2 separate regions of the Mus musculus genome follow, and region 2 is linked to region 1. A link is a contact called in public promoter capture Hi-C data. All regions are on one chromosome and are shown on one strand. The core of a region is the stretch at or near the end of the contact, and the rest is flanking DNA. Distances in the headings are between cores, read along the strand shown.

Evidence for each region. Promoter capture Hi-C pulls out the DNA fragments that hold promoters and counts their contacts.
Region 2: a promoter capture Hi-C map of embryonic stem cells shows a contact between it and region 1, with 6 times the contacts expected there. The contact joins the promoter of Rpl10l here to the promoter of Mis18bp1 in region 1. A contact is called at or near these places in 1 of 39 promoter capture datasets (embryonic stem cells), 1 of 484 Hi-C or Micro-C datasets (embryonic stem cells), 1 of 115 datasets of contacts at active chromatin or transcription factors (embryonic stem cells) and 1 of 9 other capture datasets (embryonic stem cells).

The regions. Positions count from the first base shown.
Region 1 is chr12:65,171,220-65,173,919 of GRCm38.p6, forward strand. It overlaps Mis18bp1 (MIS18 binding protein 1), which reads right to left and starts at 1,361. Exons shown (of 14, transcript NM_172578.2): 1 at 1,230-1,361.
Region 2 is chr12:66,283,001-66,285,700 of GRCm38.p6, forward strand. It overlaps Rpl10l (ribosomal protein L10-like), which reads right to left and starts at 1,401. Exons shown (of 1, transcript NM_001162933.1): 1 at 379-1,401. The coding sequence starts at 1,357. The coding sequence ends at 713.

The DNA.
Region 1 (2,700 bases), core at 111-2,610:
AACCCTGCTGCAGCACTTCTACCCAAGCACTGTTACACGCTTGGTGAAATGTATGTGTAAATTTTCTACTAGCATGATATCATGAGGAATGCTTGTGTGGATAAACCAGGCATATTCAAAAGACAAATCCTGCAGGAGATTTAAATAGTAGAGCACCTTACCACCTACCAGCTCCTGCTTCTCCTAGTGACAATTCATTTATAAATCTCAATTCGATGTACTCAACAACAAAAACAATAAGAACATTAAAAACTGCAGAAGGATTAAATGGCAAAACAGACTTGATAGCCACATTTTAAAAAACCCACATCACATGCTTATGAGCATAAGCACGTTAAGAAACCCATAAAACAACAACAACAAACCATACATACTGGCAACATTACACGGATTCAGCAGGTTATAGCTAGGAATATATATGTGTGTGTGTACATATTTGCAACTGTTATTGGTGAAAATGAACCACTGAATTTGAAAGAGAGTAGGGAGGTTTGTAAGGGAGGGTTTGGAGGGAGGAAGGGGGGAGGAGAATCTAAGTAAATTATAATCTCTAAAATAAACAACAACAAATGCGCCTGACTGTACAGTGTTATACTTTAAGGATAGGATGAAGGAACCTTCTGTTTTTCTTTTTTATTATTAGATATTTTCTTCATTTACATTTCAAATGCTATCCCCAATACCCCCCCCAAACCCACCCACTCCTGCTTCCTGGCCCTGGCATTCCCTCATAATGAGGCATATAATCTTCGCAAGACCAAGGGCCTCTCCTCCCATTGGTGGCCTTGTACAAGGCCATCTTCTGCTACATATGCAGCTAGAGTCAAGAGCTCTGGGGTACTGGTTAGTTCATATTATTGTTCCACCTATAGGGTTGCAGACCCCTTCAGCTCCTTGGGTACTTTCTCTAGCTCCTTCATTGGGGGCCCTGTGTTCCATGGAACTTCCTGTTTTCCAAACAAAATCTCTAACATCTACAGATGCCTGCAACAAGCATGGTATTCAATCCTAAGAACGCATAAGCGGCTGCCTCTAGGAATGCTGGGTCCGGAGACAAAGAGTTGGGCATTCCCACGCTACTCCTCACGGAGACTTCGGATTTTAGAACAAATCTCGGGCGCTAGGGCAGCAATGTTAACGAGCGAACAGAGCAGAAGTTAGACGCCCGAGAAGAGTCAGGCGGGGACCCGGCCGATCGGTCCGCGAGGCTGAGCGAGCAGAGGACCTACCTTGGTGAGGACAGCAGCTCGAGGCCGTGGTTACCCAGGGCTCGCAGCGCCTCAGACCCACGGAGGCCCGGGCAAGGGCTCCACGCGTGTCCGCAGACTGAAACTCCGCTCGCCTTCCTCGTCCACTTCCCCAGCACGGACAAATAGCGCTGGATTTCAAATCCCGAGAGCCCGCCCCCCGGTGCCTGCGATTGGCCCGCGCAGAGGTTGCGACACGGCGCGTCTTCCGGAACTCCAGGAAACAGGAGCACAGCCCAGAGCGGCCCGAGGCTGTGAGAGCGGAAAGCGTCCGACCGAAGCCCCTCGGTTGCTCGTGGAGTTTGTTTCTCTCCACAAGGCGGGCCCCCGGGAGCGCCTCGCCACTCCTCCCGTGATGCTCCGCGGGGAGAAAACCCCACGACGGTTGACGCCCAGCGGCGCTTACCGAGGCGCGATTTACTAAATTTGACCCTTGCGGGCCACACTTGTTAGTTCTAGGCTGCGCTTTCTCAGTGTAGTCCGTTTCTGAGGAGAAAAACTGCTTTAGAGAGTTTGAAAGAATTTTTCTTTCAGTTTGCTGTTTAGATTTTCTTCGGGCCAGGAAAAAAAAAAAAAAAAAGTTGCTCCCAAGTAGTAGACTGAACTGGCTCTTCCAGAGGTCCTGAGTTAAATTCCCAGCAACCACATGGTGGCTCACAACCATCTGTAATGGGATCGGATGCCCCCTTCTGGTGTGTCTGAAGACAGCTACAGTGTTCTTTATAATAAATCTTTGGGCCGGAGGGTGGCGCACGCCTTTAATCCCAGCACAGAGGCAGAGGCAGGCGGATTTCTGAGTTCGAGGCCAGCCTGGTCTACAAAGTGAGCTCCAGGACTATACAGAGAAACCGTCTCCAAAACAAAACAAACAAAAAAATTCAATTCCCAACAACCACATGAAGGCTCAACCTTGTACACAACCATATCTGTACAACTATAGTGTACTCAATATACATAAAATAAATAAATTAATCTTTAAAAAAAAAATCTAAGGACCATAGTAGAATTTCTTTTCTCAGTGAATGTCGGTTGCAGTGCGTTTTGTGGCACTGGTTCCTGAAGTCTGTTTTGCCACTTGATAGTACATGCCTGTTATCCTAAGACTGGGAGGTTGAGGCAAGAGGATGGAGAATCAATCGGAGGGCAGCCTGTAGTATGTGTTGGGGCTCTGAAAGGAACTGCTTCCCCTACAGATGTGTTATATCTCTTCCTCAGCTGCCAGGGAAGGTATCCACAAAGCTGGCATAGCAGTTCTGCTCCAGCGGTTGAGACACAACACACCTCACACAGGAGAGTGGTTGCCTTTAGAAGAAGCAGGGACCTGAGCTTGATTGAGGCAGGGATATTATATTGGAATTCTTGGCGGGGGACCCCGAGGGTGGAGACCGAGGGACTCTGTTTCTTAACCTTAGTCTTGGGCTTGCGATCAAGTAAAGGTCAAGGTGGTTTTTCT
Region 2 (2,700 bases), core at 151-2,650, 1.1 Mb after region 1:
CCCAGCAGTTTTAGGTTATATCATTTCTAAAATAAGATAGAAAGTACCTGCTTCATCAATGTAATTGTACAGGGCAAAAGCAACAGATTACACTCTCCAAGGCCCCCGCAGAACAGATGGCTGATTTAGTGTCATTTTCTCTTCTTTGTTGATTCCACTGGGATCCAAATACAAGCAATATAAACTCGGTTGTCACCTATAACCTTTCTGTGATGAAAAAAAGATTGGATCACTGTCTCCTGAGTGTAGGACAATGTAAGGTTTGTCTAGAAAATCCTTTTTCAGTACACCCAACTGTTCTAAGATTGATAACCTGAGGCTATGGGTAATTTTAAAAATAGTATTGACAAGTTTAAAGCAAAACAACCAAAGCTACAGTTGAGATGTAATTTTCATGTTTAATTCTCTATAAAGAACTTCTCACACGTCTTCCAACTTCTCTAGCCACTCTTAATCCAAGATAACAAACAGTACCATTTATACCGTCACCACAAAACATTTGCTACACTGCAGTATACACCAAAAATTTTAAGTACATGGGTCAAAATTGAAAATTCTTTCTCTATAAACTGCAGTTTTCTTGTTTCTTAAGGCAGGTACTTTCCATTGTAATGGTCTATACTATGCAAAGTAACATTCTAAAGTCAATAAACGGAATTAACGTTTTTCAAACTATAACCTCATCTGTACTTCTTTTCTGCCAGCAAAGTCCTCAGGAATGCAGGGCTCGCCACTTGTCCAGAGGACCTCGTTCAGGGATGTATTTGACTCCACAGCCATCAGGGATGAGGCGCTTGGCCGCCACCTTGTCTTCAAATTCATCTGCGTTGAACTTGGTAAAGCCCCACTTCTTGGAGATGTGGATCTTCTGGCGGCCGGGGAACTTGAATTTGGCTCGGCGTAGGGCCTCGATCACGTGCTCCTTGTTCTGCAGCTTGGTGCGGATGGACATGATGACCTGGCCGATGTGGACTCTCGCCACCGTACCTTGTGGTTTCCCGAAGGCGCCTCGCATGCCGGTCTGGAGCCTGTCGGCACCTGCGCACGACAGCATCTTGTTGATGCGGATGACATGGAAGGGGTGCAGCCGCACGCGGATGTGGAAGCCGTCCTTGCCACAGCTCTTCACCATGTACTTGTTGGCGCAGATGCGTGCGGCCTCCAGGGCTTCCGAGGAGAGCTGCTCATACTCGTCCGACACCATGTGGCCGCAGAGTGGAAACTCATCCACCTTCGCCTTCTTCCGACCCAGGTCAAAGATGCGGATCTTCGCATCGGGGACGCCTCGGCAGAAACGGGACTTTGGGTACGGCTTGTTCTTACAGTACCGGTAACAGCGAGCCGGACGACGACCCATGGCGACAGCAGGAACCTCAGCCGTGCGTGCCCACCGCCAGCCGCAAAATGGAGGCCAAATTTCTGTTACCCATCAAGCCTTGCGGGAATCATAGAGACTGAGGAAGACTTGAAGATAGACCTTTCCACTCAATCTCCGGGTCACTCTACGCCTGCGCAGGCCTCAGTGGTAAATACTGAAAGGTTTCTTTCAGGCCGAAGAAAGCCCACCACTGCCCACCGAATTTGGAACTTTGACCTTAAGCTTTGTAGTAGGCTTAAAAACAAAAGTTTACAGCTGGGCGGTGGTGGCGCACACCTTTAATCCCAGCCCTTGGGAGGCAGAGGCAGGCGAATTTCTGAGTTCGAGGCCAACCTGGTCTACAGGGTGAGTTCCAGGACAACCAGGGCTGCACAGAGAAACCCTGTCTCAAAAAGCCAAAGTGGGGGAAAAAAAAGATTTATGGTCATGGTGAATTTCTTAGTGACCCTAGACCCATAACTTTTGATTCCTCTTTTGGGCAAGTGGTTCTGGACTCCTTACTATGTACATGAGTGTGGAGATAAAACGGCATGCTATCTCCATATTTGGCGTACAGAATTAGAGGAGTTAAGTGGTACTAGTCTGTCTCATTTTAGATAAATGTGGAAAAGAAGAAGAGAATATAACCCCTGAAATCCTGTATGGCGTCCTGATTAGGACAGAGGAATAGTTAGGGAAGACTAATCATACGTACTAGGTAGTAACAGAAAAATGGGGCCCAGCATATGTGAAGCCCCAGAGTACAATGAACATGGAACCTTTAAACTAAAAAGGAAGGCTGTAGTGATTGTTAAGGTGCTTCACATATCACAGCTCAACCATTTTACAAATTAGGAGGCTGTTTAGCATAGGCTTTGAAGAATTTTACACAATTATTCTCATTGACTATAGTATGATGAATAGACTTGGTCGCTCAAAAATATATGCAAGAACACAAGAAGGTCATACTTTATAGTACTGAAAAAAATGATGATAACATGAACATTATTTAATATATTTTCACTCATGGATATGTACTGTGTCCGCAGAATGTATCATAAGCCTGGGAAGCAAGAAATCTGTAAGGTAAATATAAAATGACTAATCCGAGTTCATGCAATATTAGGTACTTCTACCTGTCCAGATCTTGCCTTGTGCTTCCAAAATTATAGAATTTTTAAAATAGTGAGTGGTATCATAATGGTTTATCTGATAACCTTTTTCAAAAATTCAGGAAGTAACCAACCCTGGGTTACATGGCCCGAAGTAATATGTCCTACAGAGAATTAGGATGGCGGTTTTCTTTACTGTACTCATGCCTATAACTTCCACATACTCATAAG